6 separate regions of the Mus musculus genome follow, and regions 2, 3, 4, 5 and 6 are each linked to region 1. A link is a contact called in public Hi-C and promoter capture Hi-C data. All regions are on one chromosome and are shown on one strand. The core of a region is the stretch at or near the end of the contact, and the rest is flanking DNA. Distances in the headings are between cores, read along the strand shown. Region 1 holds the start of Trim28 (tripartite motif-containing 28). Region 2 holds the start of Cnot3 (CCR4-NOT transcription complex, subunit 3). Region 3 holds the start of Leng9 (leukocyte receptor cluster (LRC) member 9). Region 4 holds the start of Zfp628 (zinc finger protein 628). Region 5 holds the start of Ccdc106 (coiled-coil domain containing 106). Region 6 holds the start of Zfp954 (zinc finger protein 954).

Region 1 (2,562 bases), core at 27-2,526:
TCCATCACCGCTCTTTCCCACCCCTTGCCGTGGTTCTGGTGTGGTGGGGATACAGCTTCGTACAGCCTAGGCAAGCAAGCGGTCTGCCACCCATTCAAATTCCCAGGCCCCATCACTTATTTACTTTGCCCTTGTGTCTCTGGTACCCTAAAGTCTGCTCCCGGGGTTGAGGTAGGCGTGGTTCACAGGCACCCTATCCTGGTGAGTCCAGTCCCAGCAGTCCGTGAAAATACTCCGCAAATATTTCTACGGGGAGCCCGCACTCCCCCCGCCCCCCAACCCCGTGCTTGCTTTGCCAGCTTCCAGATCATACCCTCCTTTCTTGAGGTAGGAAGTGAGAGTCCAGAGGCTGGGTCTGGTGGGGGCGTGGCCCGCCGAAGGGTGAGCGCTGAACTGCCGAGGAAGGAACAAAGGCTGGGGCGGGGCAAAGCCTTGGGCCCCCAGCCTGATTGGGAACAAAGGCCACACCCGGGACAGTGGCGGGATACTCCTCGTCTCTCCGCTGCCACGTGGGTGAACACCTGGTTCCGCGCGGAAGGGGTAGCCTCTTGCCGTTGAGAGCCTTGGAACTGCTTGCGGGCAACAACTCACTGTAGCCCAGATCCAGACTGGCGAACGGATTGCCAGTGCACTGCAAGGCTGCAGAGGCATCCACTCTCAGCACGGCAGTGTTTGGGAAGGGGGACAGGTTGCCTTTTCACATTGATCCTGCTTCTGAGATGAAACGCTTAGCCGCACTTGATCCTGCTATCCTCTACCTTAGATCAGATTCTTCAACCTAGGTCCAGCTCCTCAGTCAAGATTCCTCCCCAGGTCTTATTTCTCCCTCAGATAAGATTTATCAATCAGATCCAACTTTAATTCCTTAGCGTTAAATGTTCAGTTCTCCTAACACACACACAAAAAAAAAGAAAAAAGAAATCACACTAAAATCAGTATAGCAGAGGACTAACACAGAAGGGGCTTTCGAAGGACTGGGCAGAGTTTTACAGAATGGCTTCGCAGTATCTCTCTGTGATCTGCGGTTTGACTTGGACAACTTTCTGCTTCCCGAGTTTAACAATAAGAAAGTTTGGGTTAAGACCGCCTCCACGTTCGGCGGGAACTTCCTGGCAAAGACCCCCTCACCCCCTCCACCTGGGCTCCGGCGCTTTGCTCTGCCGTGGCCCCGCCCACCCTGTATTGTCCCGCCCCTCTTCCCCGACTATAGGCCAGGCTGCCGCTGCAGACGTCGCCACGCCTGCTGAGGAGGCGGGGCCTAAGGTTCGGCTCTGCAGGACCTGCGCGCTCAAGCACGCGGGTTGCCAGCCTGGGTGCACCGTGCGGTGGGCATGGGAGACGTCAAGCACGCACTCTGCGGGTGAATTCCTCACCAGCAGCATTGCTACTCTGGATCTAGAGGGGCGGCAGCGAGTGGAAGGGAGGGCCCTGGCGCGTGCGTAATCTGCGCCCCGCCCCCAGGCTGCGGTGCCCAACGCGCGTGCGCGGCGTCGTCGGCGCCAGATATTTCTGTCCCGCCTCCAGGCCGCGGCTCTTTCTGCGAGCGGCGCGCGGTCAGGCGGTTGTTCGCAAGTCTTGCGGCGCGAGTGTCTCAGAAGCGAGGGAGGAGGCGGCGCTGGTGGCGGCGCCGTCGTCTGTACAGAGGCCCGCAGCCAGCGGCTTGGCCGCATCTCGACAGCGCCTGGGGCGCGGCGGGCGTCGGCCCAGGAGACGCGTGGCGGCGCTCGGCCTCGCGGCATCGGCGGCTGCCTGGCCGTTGGCGGCGAGCGCACTTGCGCCTGCGCAGCGGGCTCCGTGCCCCTCCTCCCCTGGGCGGCCCCCCCACCCCCCCGGCGGCGTGTGAATGGCGGCCTCGGCGGCAGCGACTGCAGCGGCCTCGGCCGCGACGGCCGCCTCGGCGGCCTCTGGTAGCCCAGGGTCGGGCGAGGGCTCGGCGGGCGGTGAGAAGCGTCCGGCTGCTTCCTCAGCCGCGGCGGCCTCTGCAGCCGCGTCGTCCCCTGCGGGGGGCGGTGGCGAGGCGCAGGAGCTTCTGGAGCACTGCGGCGTGTGTCGCGAGCGCCTGCGGCCCGAGCGGGATCCTCGGCTGCTGCCCTGTCTACATTCGGCCTGCAGTGCCTGCCTGGGCCCCGCTACACCCGCCGCAGCGAATAATTCGGGGGATGGCGGCTCGGCGGGCGACGGCGCTAGTGAGTACTGGGTGGCCAGGTGCCCCTCCCCCTCCTCGCAGCCCGTGCTCGGGACTGCGCCTGTGCGAGAGTATGGGGGCCCGGGTAGGGTTAAGTAGGCCTGCTGGTTTAAGAGGGGGCGGGGAACGGGTCCTGGCCTCTGCCAATGCCCGTTACCAGGTCTGGACACCGAGGTGCAGAATGTGATGGGAGATGTCAAGAAATCAGAGGGTGTGCATGCATTCCCATTTTTATCTTGGCAGTGGTGGATTGTCCAGTGTGCAAACAGCAGTGCTACTCCAAAGACATCGTGGAGAATTATTTTATGCGTGATAGTGGCAGTAAGGCCTCTTCTGATTCCCAGGATGCTAACCAGGTATGTCCTGTGGGAAATCTT
Region 2 (2,562 bases), core at 35-2,534, 9.4 Mb before region 1:
TTTCTCTCTTGCTTCATGCCATTCTGATGCGGTGAAATGCACGTGCACGTTCTCTTCAAGTGTGGATTTATCTTCTTTTCCTCCACATAGTAGGCAGAGATAGATCGAGTTTCCCCAATTCATGAAAACGTGGTGCTCACGTTTGCAACCTAGTCAGCAAAGGGCTATGGAGTGCTTCATGGGTACTAAACAACGAGAAATCCAGAGAGTGAGACTCAAGTATGTGTAAAAACGGCAGGAATCAAACAAAATTAAACCAGAGGCTCACCTAAGCACTCGGCAAGGGTGGTCGGAGAAGTTTACTCCTTAAGAAGCATAGCAGAACTCTAGTGAGTAGTCATTACAGATGTAACCGAGGTAGGGCAAAGCGCAGTTTCCTCTACAGCTGGAGTCCTTGCAACTCCAGGGAAGGTCCCAGTCTGCTAACTTAACCAGAGAAACGTCAGTCCCACGCCTTGTGTTTCTCAGTCGCTTCTGCAATGTTCCTGATTCCTTCTTTCTTTCTTTCATCCTTTAGAAAGCACTGAGTTTTAGAGATATACCAAGCAAACGCGCTTGGGGAATAACTACGAGGATCAGATAACAGCCTAGACAGGCAAAGGAAGGATGCTCCGACAACCACACCTGTCGGCAGGTTAATAGCTACCCTATTGGCTAACCGAGGGAAGGGGCGGGGTGTTTGTCTAGCTCCTCCCCTTAGGGCTGGCGGCTCTTTTGATTGGTAGATGACTTGGGTTTACTATCCCCAACCCTCTGGCACCTCTCCGTCTCCCACTAGATAAGCTTCCTTTAACACTCACACGCTATGCTTTTTGTCGTTTTCCTCTACCCACATTCATAGCTAACCAATGAGTTCAGGGTAGAATACACCTCGCAACCAATTACAGCTGCCTTTAAACTTGACGAGTAACTTCCCGCCCCTCACCCTGACTCCTCCCCGCTGCCAATTGATTTAGGGTAAGGGGGCGGACACATCCAATCAGCACGACACAGGCTTCCTGATTGACACCCAGGTCCTCGCGCTGGCGTGTTGTGCTCCGAGGAGGGGAGGAGGAGGAGGAGCTGGGAAGAAATACCCGAGCCAATCCAAGCAAGCTGAGCGGGAGGCCAATCGAACGCCGCGCCTTGCCGAGATCAGCCAATCATAATGAAGAGGTTGGCCTCATTCTCGCTAGGAACCAATGGGGCGCGCCTAACGGCGCAGAGCGACGTACTGCGGGAGCAATGACGGACCTATATTCGGGGCTCGGGGGCGGGCCGGCGCCAGAGAGGAGAAGAGAGGAGGGGAGGCCTCCGCCGCCGCCATCTTGGACCGGGCCCGTTCAGCTTCCGTGGAGCCGTCGGCAGCCGCTGCCGGGCCTTTCCTTGATCCCTGAATCCCCTACTCGGTCGTCTAGAACAATCCCGGGCCCACTTCCTCTATCAACAACCCAACCCTACTTCCGGCTTTCGCGCCCTCTTATCGCGATAGCGCCCGGGCTCGGGGCGCGAGGAAAGAGGAAAAAAAAAAAAAAAAAAGGCGGCGGGCGGGCGCTCGCCTCTCTCTCCCCCCTCCTCGCCTGTCGCGATACGCTCCGCAGCGGCGGCGCCAGCTCCTGCGGTGAGCGTCAGGTTCGACTGGGCCGGACCCCTTTCCCTCTTCCCTCAGCTCCATCGGCCGACTTCTTGCTCCGCGACCCTGCTGCCTGTCGCGACACGGCCTCAGCTCCCGCCGGGCCCAAGCCGCGCGCTCGGGCCCAGCTTCGGCTCGGGCGGGCGGGGACCCTCTCCTCTCTCTGTCCTCCCGCGTCCGGACTCCCGCGTGGCAGAGCGCCGGCCCCGGGTGCGAGGTGCCCGTCCTCCTCCGCGTCTGGCTGGGCTTGGAGCGGTGGGCGCGCTGCGGGCCGCGGAGGGGTCTTTCTGCTCTGGGCGCGGGGCCCACTCCTGCAGTCATGCCTTCCCCGGGAGCTCCATTCGGGAGCGTTGCCTCAGTGCACCCGAAAGCTCCAGCTTGTTGGTGTCTTGATAGGGGGAAGCCTCTTTGGAAGAGATGGATCTTGTGGAGGAAAAAGTCCCCAAGACCCGAGGGTGCAGTTAACGTTGTGAGTTGGAGCCTAAGCCAAAGTTTCCACCTAGTCCTTACAGCTCTAGCAGTGAAGTCTCCTAGAGGTCCCTTTCCACCAATCTTCTTTTTAAGGAAGCATGGGGTTTGTGAGTGTGTGTGTGTGTGTGTGTGTGTGTGTGTGTGTGTTTTGTTTTAACACTCCCTCCCCAAACCTTGGATTCAGGACTGTACCGTATTGCTCACTTCCTGGCTTCACATCTTTTGCATCTTTGAGGTGGGGTATCAGTGGACTCTAGCTTTGGGGATGCAGGCTCCACTACGATGCACGGTCTGCCTCGGTGGGTGAAGCTTCCTAAGTGGTTAGGTATTGCTGTGTGTGGTGAGGACCGCTTAGCTTTTCTTTCTAGATCTGGGTCGGTGGAATGCGAGCTCCCATGCTTTCAGTTGTTGGTGCTCTTCTGTTGGGACAGTTGAAGCACTTCTAAACAGCTGTATCTCGGTTCCGGGACTGTCATCCC
Region 3 (2,562 bases), core at 33-2,532, 8.9 Mb before region 1:
AGCCTCCTCCCCAGGGCCTGTCAGCCTTAGCAAGACCACTGTCAAGTGCAGGGCCTGTGCTGGTACCAGGAACTCAGCACAAGAAGGGGCAATCCGGACCAGATGCTCTTGGGCCTTGACCACCTCAGCCCTAAGCCCAGACTCTGTCACCATCAGTGCCACAAAATGTGTGGGCCGGGGCTGGCGAGGGGCCCTTCTGTCGTCAGGCCAAACACCTGGATCCCACACATTTCCCATCTCTTCAGCAGAAAGCCCTTTCGTTTCCATGCCCTGCGCCTGCCACTGTGGAAGCAATGTAGCTCTGGGCTCCTCTACTGAGCTGATCTTCACTCCTGAGAAGTTCATGCTTGGGTCTGGCATTTCTAACTCAGTGGTCCCATTCAGCCCGGTCTCTTTGGTTGGCCCATCCACTTCAGGTGTCTCCAGGCTGGAATCAAGCCCAGTTCTGGTCTCTTTGATTGCCCCACCCTCTTCGTGTGTCTCCAGGCCCGAATCAAGACCTGTTCCGGTCGGGTTTCCACCCGCCTCTGCAAGGGCATCCTGGGTATCCAGACCCTCTAAACCCACCCCTGTTTTCTCTGTGTCGGGAATTTCTGCCGTGACCTCTGTCCAATGCTCGTCCCCGCCGTCCAGCGCATCAAGGATAGTGGGTCCCCGACCAGCCACAGAGCCCGATCCAAAAATGAGGTCAGTACGGGAGGCACGGTCCCATACCAGGCGGCCGCGGAAGCGGAAGTAGCGTATGCGGTGCTGCGGCACTGCCAACACGCCAGGTCCGAGCGCTGCCAGCGGCTCGTCCCAGCAGAAGGCGCAGAATGGCTCTTCCTGCACTCCCAGGAAGCGGTCGGTGTAGCCCACCGAAAAGTCAGCAGGGTCCAGGCGCGGGTCCCAGCGGATGCGTCGGATGACGTCAGCAGCAGTACGCAGAGCCGGCTTCTTGGACCCAGCCTCCGGTTGCGTAACCACCGGGGACGGCGCCGGGGCCCCGGGATGTGGCTGACGGCAGCGCGCACCGAAGCGACAGCGGCCCTCTAGGAAGAAGCGGCAGACCGCGGGGGCCTCAGAGGAATCGGCCGAGGCCTCCATGGGCCTTCACGCACTAAGCGGTCTCTGTCTGCAGCGTTGATCTCCAACTGTGACGCCAGGAACCCCTCCCGCCTCAGGTGGAAGGAGGCCAAAGGACCAGGCAGGGCGTCAGAATGTAACACGGGCTCTGGAGCTCTAATTTCAAGTCCAGTTTATTTACGCGTACCGGGTTTGTAAGCCACTGGGAACCCCCTCTTGCCCCGCCTGAAATGATTTACATATGTCCAGCCCCTCAGGGAGTCTTAAAGAGCCTGGCCCCGCCCAACCAGCCAATTTATGTGTGCGTCAAGCTTCTCTCTGGACATCCAGGGAGTCACGTCTTATTCCATACAACTTCTCCCTTTGGGGACTTTAGCGAGACAGTTTAGCAAATACTTGACAAGTGCCCCACCGCTGTCAGGGCCCCAAGAAAGGCTTCTCCGCATCCGATTTACATATACTCCGCAGCCTGGGTGGGGGTAGGGCTTAGACAACCCCTCCGGCCGCCTCCAGATACTTTGCATCTGCTCAGCCTCTCGAGACCTCTAGGGAGCCTGGCAGGGCAGCAACTGATTTACCTGAACACCGCAGCTTCGTTGGGAGGAGAGGAGTGGGACTCAGCGGTCTTGGCCCCGCCCCCAACCGTCTTTAAAGTTTGTAGCCAGCTCCCATGCAATTGATTATCTTACATGCCACACCTCATAACGAATAAAGTGACTCCTGGTTCTGCCTCTGTCAAGTTATTTATAAATGTCTTTCCTGGGAGCCTCACCCCTTTACCTTGGCCTCACTCCACCTGATTGTTTTACACATGCTCCGCCCCTCATTGGTCTTATCCTGGACTCAACCATGGTGAAATGGTTTCTCCTGTGCCTCCTTGTAGAGGTCGGGTTTTACTCCTGTCACCAGCCTAACGTTTGAAATATACGACCCACCCTTTTGGAAACTATAAAAACCCTTACTCTACCTCTGGTTCGGTTAATTTAAATTGGTCTTATCCCTCTAGGGACCTAAGATAGCCCCGTCCCAAAACAAACCCAGAGACTAATTCTAATTGTTCCTCCCCTCTGAAAACCTTTGAGAATTTTGCTTCACCCCCCTCCCGATATAGGTTCGGGCAGTCCTGCACCTCTAGATGTTAAAATATCTGGACGTCTCAGGCTGAACTTTGTGCCCAGATTTGTAACGCAACAGCCTCCCGCAGGGCGACACACAGTTGGTGGGACCTGAAGCCCTTCCCACGGGAACCACACCCTCGTGGCTCCAAAGGCTCGCCAACCGCTTCCCTTTGCAGGGAAGCGCCGCCCAGTCAGAGTGCACCTGGAGGGAAGTGGATGGCCAGGCGACTGTGACTCTTTATGCCAGATAGCAGCTGTCACGGGTGTTGGACTTTATCCAGGTGGTAGTGAGGATCGGTCAAGGTTTGAGGGATGAATAGGACTGTGGTAGAGACTCCGCCTTTGGGGAGGGGCATTACATGAATACGTATTCAAACTC
Region 4 (2,562 bases), core at 23-2,522, 8.1 Mb before region 1:
CCTAAACACCTCTCCAAAGTGACTGATTCTCTCAGCTTCTGACTGAATTGCTCTGCTTGACCTCAAACTAACTCTAGAAATCTGTTCTAATTTGGCTTCTTTTTATTCTCTGGCTCATTGTGTCTTCACCTGCAACTTGTCTCTATAAAACCATCTCTATGAAAACTACCTCTGAACTCCTCTGCATAGCCTCTCAACTCACTGATTCAACTGAACTGGTTGCCTAGAACTCAGAGATCTACATGCCTCTATCTCCTGAGTGCTGGGATTAAAGGCATGCACCACCAAACCTGGTCCTAAGCTTTTCCTTACCTGAAACTTGCTCTATTCCAGGCTGGCCTTGGACTCAAAGAGATCTGCTTGCCTCTGTCTCCTGGAATTAAAGGTGTGTACTAAGGTCATATCTGTGTTCCAGCCACAATAGCCATGTTGCTGGATTAAGACTCCTCTATGGCTTCACTGGGCAGCGAGCATCAGTACCATCAGTCTGAGCCATCTCACCAGCCCTCTAAGTTAGGGCTGGGGTGATAGCTTTGTAGTTAAGAACAACTGCTAGTTTTACAGAGGACTGGGCTTCGGTTCCTTGGGACCACACCAGACAGTTCACAACTGCCCTGTAACTCTAGCTCCAAAGGATCTGACACTCTGTTTTGGCTTCCTCAGGCACCAGGCACACATGGGGTGCACAGACATGCATGTGGGAACTCACATATACAGAGAAGGTAAAAATAAATAGATCTTAAGAAAAAGGCAGCCGGGCAGTGGTGGCGCACACCTTTAATCCCAGCACTTGGGAGGCAGAGGCAGGAGGATTTCTGAATTCGAGTCCAGCCTGGTCTACAGAGTTCCAGGACTGTCTCGGAAAAAAAAAAAAAAATTCAAGGCCAGCCCGTGCTACATGAGCCTACAAGAGCCCATTGTCTCAAAAAGTAAAAAACAAAAACAAAAAACAATTAAGACAACAAAAATAATCTATCCGAAAGTCTCAGCACAGGCTCAGAAAGCAAGCTTGGCCCCAGATACCAGCAGGCAGGGGAAAAAAAGCAGGCTTGTAGGGGCAACTCAGACTCCCGAGACCCAGGCCATCCCAGGCCATGCAGGAAGGTTGAGTGCCTCAGTTTCCTTCCCAGCACGAGGGAACAGGGTCTGCGTGTACACCACGGGCCTGAGGCTTGGACCCCCGGGATTCTGCATCTGGCGAACCCCAGCAGTGGGTGGGGCCGGGCCGGGCTTGGCGCGTTGCGTCATGACGCACGAAGGCGGCGGCGGCGGGGTTTGTGTGCGCGAGAGGCCGCCGATAAAGGTTGAGTGCCTCGCGCCGGGGGCCGTGGGGAGGGAGCGCGCCCCCGCCCCCTCCCGGGCCGCGGGTCCCGCAGCGCTGTGCCGGGCCCCGCTTCCCGTCAGCCCCCGCGGGAAGGCCCTGGGGTTCTCCTTGATCCCCCTCCCCGACCGGGGCCACAGGTGAGAGACCGGAGGGCGCGGTGGGGGAAGGGCCGGAGGGCGGAGTCGTTTGGAGAACGGCGAGCGGGAAACCGGAAGGGGTACCTTAAAGGGAAGGTCGCTATTTCGCCTCCGATATTTAATCTGTTAGGCCGGCTCCGCCCTCTTAAAGGGGTAAGGACAGTGTGTTTAGCTGCATTTTTGCAAAGCTTCCTGCCCTTTCCCTTCTCCCCTTTCTCCTAAAAGGGGGTTATTTCCTTAAAAGCGGGTGATAGTTTCCCAAACATTGAAGGAAAAGTTTCATAATTCTGCTGGTCCCTAGACTATCTGAACAAAGAGATCTTTTTTCCCTCCCAGATAAAACCTCATGTAGCTTAGGATGCCGTCAGACTCACTGTATAGCTGACAATGACCTTAAATTTACGATCCTGCTGCCTTCATCTGCGCGCTGGGATTACAGGCCTGCCTGTGCCACCACGCCCAGTTCTATGGTGTACTGTGACAAGAACCCAGAGCTTTGTGCATGCCAGTCATTAACCCTTAATAACCGAGCTACATCCCAAACCCCAAGAGCTTCCTCGTAAAGCCCAGACGCTTAAAGGGCACTCTCACTGCTAAGATGGGTCCCTGTTCCGTTGGGCCTCTTGTGTTAAAAGATATGGCCTCAGAGGCACAGACAGTTTCTGAACCTCATTTGTCACCTACACGCCAAAAGGAACAACAGCCCTTTAAAAAAACAATCCTTCATAGCCTATTGCCCTTTGAAAAAGAAATCCTTTATAACCTGTCAAAAGGGGGTGCCTCCCTCTCTTCACTCAGACTGTCTTTACTGAGCATGCTCTCTCCTGATGTTTTGGTGGGTGATGGATGCATCAGAGAACGATCGATCGAACGAAGCAGAGGTTCTCTGTTTGGATGATGTGAACATTGACAGAGTAGAACAAGCAGTAAGAGACTTATATGTTGATGGGACTGTCCTGGGGTACTGTCACTGCAGTACTGACTTCAGGATTTACTAGGGAAGGGTCAAGCTGGCACTGTGTTTTGTTACCAGTGGCATCCATCCTATTGAGTCAGGAATCCTGATGAACACCCATCCATTTATTAGACAGCCCCTCTGAC
Region 5 (2,562 bases), core at 28-2,527, 8.0 Mb before region 1:
CCGTTTTCCTCTGGGAGTTAGGCCTACTTCAGTTTCCCCAAACCTGCCATTTATTTATTTATTTATTTAGATAAGGTTGTAATGTAGTTCAGGGTGACATTGGATTTATGATCTTGCCTCCACTTCCAGAATACTGAAACTCTGGGCTTTGTGCATGCTAGGCACCTTACACACTGCGCAACATTCCTAGCATCTTTGGGAAAAAGGTTCTGAACACTACCCCTTCCCCACCCAAACTACAATCCACATTAATATACTTAAAAAAATAGCATCTTAGAGCATAAGCACAGCTTTATACAGTTCACCTGGCTTTATACAATTCTCTGTGGTTTGAAATACTGATCTAGGGCAGGTGGTTCCCCCTGGACTTGCTGACCCAGGATGCAGTTTATTTGTAAAAATGAACTGCTTAGTCTTGGTTGACACATTCAGTCTTCCTCTGCAAGGATGGTTTAAGTCATGCCTCTTAGGGCTTCAGAACCCCAAAGAGGATGCTGCTTGTGAACCGGAGAGGCAGTGTAGGTCTAATAAACATGTCTTCGCTGCTCCTTTCCTCTGATTGTGTGTGTGTATGTGCCCTATGCAGATAGCCTCTTTACACGACTTCTTTTGGGGCGGAAGGGAGAGGGGGAGTGTCTTAAAGGCTGTGCATCTACACCGACTGACTTCAAATAATATCAACAGCGCTTGGATCTTAAGCTCCAAGAGTGGTCCGGTTCTGGGCTGAGCCTTTGGTATGTCACACAACTACATCCTCTCAAAGGCTTTTAAGAGTAACTTCCCACTGAACAGGTGAGTAAACTGAGGCCATGGAGGAATGAGGAGCAAGGACTGGAGTGTAGCTGTTCCACAGGTGGCTCCAGTGTGGGCTATTCCTGACCCACACTTTGCGGAGAAGTAACCACCACACAACCCATTCTCACATCCTGGTCCTCTTATTCCTTTAATCCTTTTCGTGGATGGGGGTGGGTGGAGGTTATGGTAGGTTGGAGCGGCTAAGACTAAAGGTATGCATGTATTAATCAGCTACTTAGGGATCATTAAAGGAGACTCAAATTTCACTTCAATTTTCCTTACTGCCTCATACCTTCTGACTTTTCTCGGCCCACTGGTCACATAGCCACTCACCCGGAGGACCCCCGGAACCGCATCAGCTGTGCAGGATGAGAATTTCATGAGGATCCCTGCCTAGGCTTTGGGAAAGGAGGGGGGGGGGGTTGTGTGTGGGGTGGGGGTTGGAGGGGTGTTGCAAGGGGCTATCGCGCAAGTGCGGTCCCGACCTCCGCGCAAACGGCGGGCCTCACCTGGGCTCCAGGAAGAGGCGCCCCAGGCTCGGCAGGCCTGATTCGGTTAGTGCCCACGTCTCCGCGCTCCGCCATCCAGTTCTCCCCCTCCTCTGCCGCTACGCCCGCTTACTGGTGGGTGGGCGCTTCTCTCCGCGACACTTTGCAGACGCTCCCCTGCGCTGGGCATGGGCGCCGCCACTGCCGTCGGTCCCGGGGCTGGAGTCCGTGCGCGGGTGGGTGAGAGCGGGGCCTCGGCCCCTTGTACCCTGAGCACCCAAAGGCGGGGAACGGTGCCCACGGTCGACACCCCCATGCCGGTTGCCCATTCTGGGACCCTTCGCCACGGTCGCCCCCTCCCACTTGTGGGACAAAGGGTGGGGGCGCATCCCCACGCGTGACCTCCCACGCACTGCGCACGCGCCCAGCTCCCACTTCGGGGAGGGGCTTTACTCGCCCACGCGAGTGCGGGAGGAATGGGCGGCTGGGACAGGGGAACGCTTGCAGGATGGACCCCCTACCCCAAGAATGGAAGTTAGGGGTGGTTGTTTCTCCATTTATGGCATTGGGTTCGGAGATGGGCCATGATGAAGGGCTTTCTCATTCAGGCCAGGTCTCCCTGTGGTGTTGACCCCACGAGGAACCAAAGAATTTAAGGGCCGAGCCCCTTCACAACCAAGATTCCTCTCGCTGAGCCCCCTCGCTCTGGGTACATACTTTGGAAGCCTCTGACTCTGTCCAGAAGTATGGGTCCTTTCCTCCCTCAGACTGGTGATCCTTCCTTACTCCGGAGGGACAGGTATTCCACCTCTCCAGGGACTGCCGACTTTTGGTGACCTGCTTCTGTCCAGTGCCCCCAAGGGCTCAGTTGCTGGGTCTGCAGGAAGCCTCCTCGATATGAATGACAGAAACAACCGTTGGCGGACAAGTGAGGCACCTGGGGACCCTTTCTTTTCCCATCCTTGGTCTGACATTCTGGTTCCCTCTGTCCATGGGACAGCAATGGTTGGGGGTGGTCTATAAGGTTCAGGCCACTTCTGGGGTGACCTCTGCTGACCTCTCTGCAGTGAAGGACGAAGAGACCTTTGAGATCTCCATTCCCTTTGAAGAGGCACCCCACTTAGACTCACAAATCTTATACCGTCTGAGTCCGTCTCGGAGAAATGTTGAGGGTGAGCTGAGAAAGGGCATTGGAGGGACTGGAGTCAGGTGGGGTACTGCCTCACCCTGGGGCATGACCTCCGTCCCTGCTGTTCTTAGAGCCTCCAGAGGGCGCCTC
Region 6 (2,562 bases), core at 34-2,533, 5.9 Mb before region 1:
GTCAGGCAGTGGTGGCACGCTCCTTTAATGCCAGAACTAGGGAGGCAGAGACAGGTAGATCTTTGAGTTCAGGGCTAGGCTGATTTACAGAGAGAGTTCCAGGACAGTCAGGGCTACACAGAGAAACCCTGTCTCTATAAAAAGCCAAGGGGAAAATGAAAAAAAAAAGTTATTGGGTAAGCATGGTGTGCATCCCTTTAACTGCAACACTTGGAAGGCAAAGGAAGGCAGATCTCGGAGACTGAGGCAAGCACTGGCTACATAGGCCAGCCAGACCTGAGTTCCAGGGGGAAAAGTAGTTAACACAGCAGACTTTAGTTAAATGCTGAATGTTTTCACATAAGTAAGTAAGTAAGTAAGTAAATGAATGAATGAATAATAAAAGGGAAAGAAAGTACTACTTTAAAGTCAAACAAGCAGGAAGTGGGAGGTCCTGCCTTTAATCCAATCACTCTAAAGGATTGCAAGTTTGATTCTAGCCTCGTTTACATAGCCTCGTTTACATATGTCTCAAAAAAATTCAGATATTTGAAGACTAATCTCTCCCTCTATGGTCTACAACCCTAACTGCTGCATTAGTCCACAGCATTTACCTAAGGATTCATAGATCTCTGTCTCCATCCACATAACTTCATCCTTGCTCAATATTCCCCCGGAGATGCTTGGGAAAGTTTGAATAGATCAAGTTTCACCTCTGTTCAAATCTTCCATGGCTACCAGTCTCTCTATAAACAAAAGTCAGGTCCTTAGGGGTACTGGGCCCTTTTTCCCTCATCTAAAACGCCAGTAGAGGTCACCCCAGGGCTCTGTCTCCGAGCTCAGGCCCGCCCACAAGCCTTGGGAGGTACAGTCCAACAGGCACTGTGAGTCAGAGGGGATGGCTCTAGCGATCTAGCACACAGATGTCAAAAAACATTATTTCGTTCATCCGTACCCTACAGTCGGGGACATGAACGTCTGCCCTGTTGGCTCCTGACCCAGATCTCAGTGCTCTAGAACTCAGGTAGGTGGGCGATCACTAGGCACTCACCTGGGGCAGGGCTCCACCCGCAGCCTCCACAATCACCATCGGGCTCCAGAGGATGGTGGGGCCCTGGGAAGTCGCCATCCGCACTCGAAGCCTGGATCAGATCACACGAGCTGTCGCAAACCTCAGATCCGTCTCTGTGACGGGGGACAAACGCTTTTAACGTGCCGGCTTTCCTGCCATGGCCAAAGCAGATGACACCAGTTTTCTGTGAGCCATACTGACGGGTCCAGGAAGTTACAAAGAACCTCCAGCACGCAAAGCCAAAAGTCCCGCCCAACGGTTCTCGCCGTCGCTGAAATGCCCATTTTCATTGGCTGAGTTTCATGCAATGTTTTCTGGGCAATGTAGTTCATGCAGGAGCAAATTTCTGCGATCCGGACACAACTGCCCTGCTTGACAAGACCAAGTTTCAGTGGATTTCTTGGCACTGGCGTGGAGACTATTTTCTCCACACCGTTTTCTACCTTAGGTGAGTTAGATGTGGATTAGAAATAGTAGAGGCTGAGTCACAAGGTCAGGCTTGCTGGAACTCTTAAATTACAGAACTGCAGGCAGAGGCAGGTAGATTTCTGTGTTTTCGAAGCTGTCATAGTGTGTTCCAGGCCAGACAGGGCTACATAGTGAAACCTTGTTTTATTTGATGTCTAGAAATACAGGAGACGGGCAAAGTTGAATTTTGCATTTGAGACATTTGCCTTGTGTGAAATGATACTCGCCAGGTTCGTGGGCTAATAAATACAGAAATGGTGACCATGGAAGAGGGGAAAAGGACATGTTTGGATTGGATTCAAAGATTCCTTCACCACAGGACTCTAGATTCAGACACTTCTCACACCACTATGGAGTCGTCAGGATTAATGCTTCTATTGTGCTAAGAGAAAATTAAAGGAACATTTAGGAACATTTAGGAAGCTTTGCTGTACTCCCCCCCCCCCCCAAGACTGCTCTGGAAAATGCGAACACGGGCGTATCTGTAATCATGACAGTGTCCGCAGAAGTCCTGTTAATTTCATGCATATCGCTTCTCCACTTTCCCCTTCTGCAACTGTCCCGGTTTCCCATGGTCCACATTGTCTGAACTACAATACCCAGAAGAGATGGCTCATACACCTTTAATTCCAGCACTTGAGAGGCAGAGACAAATGGATCTTGGAGTTCAAGGCTAACTTTCTCTACAGAGCAATTTCCAGTAATACACAAGAAACCCTTTTACTAAAAGAAAAACAAGGTTGGAAGGTAGGAGCGGAGATAGGTTTTGTCTTCTGACATCTGGACAAGTCTGAAATCTGCTGCCTTAGTGTGACTGATTCTAAGCCTTAAGTAGGAATGCCTCTATTCATGAGCCTCTCAGGTCAGCTGGGTCAGCTGGGCTGCAAACTCTTGATGCAGATGAGATGGTACATGGTCCCCGGTCTACTGATGTTACAGAACCCTGGGGTCTGGATAATGAGCCCAGGCACAGGGCTGATGTCCCTGATAGCAATCCAGTCCTAGAAGGTTGTTTTTATTGTTTTTATTTTTACTCTCCTGAA

The links. Promoter capture Hi-C pulls out the DNA fragments that hold promoters and counts their contacts. A called contact is a pair of places that touch in the nucleus more often than the background predicts.
Region 2: a promoter capture Hi-C map of cranial neural crest shows a contact between it and region 1. The contact joins the promoter of Cnot3 here to the promoter of Trim28 in region 1. A contact is called at or near these places in 3 of 39 promoter capture datasets (cranial neural crest, frontonasal cranial neural crest and maxillary cranial neural crest) and 1 of 484 Hi-C or Micro-C datasets (B cells).
Region 3: a contact with region 1 is called in a Hi-C map of uterus, with 4 times the contacts expected there. The contact joins the promoter of Leng9 here to the promoter of Trim28 in region 1. A contact is called at or near these places in 5 of 39 promoter capture datasets (cranial neural crest, frontonasal cranial neural crest, hippocampal neurons and 2 more) and 5 of 484 Hi-C or Micro-C datasets (CD4 T cells, CD8 T cells, cortical neurons and 2 more).
Region 4: a promoter capture Hi-C map of cranial neural crest shows a contact between it and region 1. The contact joins the promoter of Zfp628 here to the promoter of Trim28 in region 1. A contact is called at or near these places in 3 of 39 promoter capture datasets (cranial neural crest, frontonasal cranial neural crest and maxillary cranial neural crest) and 1 of 484 Hi-C or Micro-C datasets (B cells).
Region 5: a contact with region 1 is called in a promoter capture Hi-C map of second pharyngeal arch cranial neural crest. The contact joins the promoter of Ccdc106 here to the promoter of Trim28 in region 1. A contact is called at or near these places in 3 of 39 promoter capture datasets (cranial neural crest, frontonasal cranial neural crest and second pharyngeal arch cranial neural crest) and 8 of 484 Hi-C or Micro-C datasets (B cells, CD4 T cells, Th1 cells and 5 more).
Region 6: a contact with region 1 is called in a promoter capture Hi-C map of pre-B cells. The contact joins the promoter of Zfp954 here to the promoter of Trim28 in region 1. A contact is called at or near these places in 3 of 39 promoter capture datasets (cranial neural crest, frontonasal cranial neural crest and pre-B cells).

The regions. Positions count from the first base shown.
Region 1 is chr7:13,022,876-13,025,437 of GRCm38.p6, forward strand. Trim28 (tripartite motif-containing 28) reads left to right here and starts at 1,277. Exons shown (of 17, transcript NM_011588.3): 1 at 1,277-2,186; 2 at 2,429-2,541. The coding sequence starts at 1,844. Gm31649 reads right to left here and starts at 1,714. Exons shown (of 1, transcript XM_006540453.4): 1 at 833-1,714. The coding sequence starts at 1,670. The coding sequence ends at 1,125.
Region 2 is chr7:3,643,985-3,646,546 of GRCm38.p6, forward strand. Cnot3 (CCR4-NOT transcription complex, subunit 3) reads left to right here and starts at 1,285. Exons shown (of 18, transcript NM_146176.3): 1 at 1,285-1,600. It overlaps Gm15927 (a long non-coding RNA gene), which reads right to left and starts at 361. Exons shown (of 6, transcript XR_003946711.1): 1 at 269-361; 2 at 1-185.
Region 3 is chr7:4,148,590-4,151,151 of GRCm38.p6, forward strand. It overlaps Leng9 (leukocyte receptor cluster (LRC) member 9), which reads right to left and starts at 1,283. Exons shown (of 1, transcript NM_175529.3): 1 at 1-1,283. The coding sequence starts at 1,086.
Region 4 is chr7:4,913,945-4,916,506 of GRCm38.p6, forward strand. Zfp628 (zinc finger protein 628) reads left to right here and starts at 1,273. Exons shown (of 3, transcript NM_170759.2): 1 at 1,273-1,461.
Region 5 is chr7:5,055,449-5,058,010 of GRCm38.p6, forward strand. It overlaps Ccdc106 (coiled-coil domain containing 106), which reads left to right and starts at 1,278. Exons shown (of 5, transcript NM_146178.2): 1 at 1,278-2,211; 2 at 2,351-2,455; 3 at 2,544-2,562. The coding sequence starts at 2,181. Gm15510 (predicted gene 15510) reads right to left here and starts at 1,668. Exons shown (of 4, transcript NR_166619.1): 1 at 1,305-1,668.
Region 6 is chr7:7,120,193-7,122,754 of GRCm38.p6, forward strand. Zfp954 (zinc finger protein 954) reads right to left here and starts at 1,284. Exons shown (of 5, transcript NM_172738.3): 1 at 1,031-1,284. The coding sequence starts at 1,108.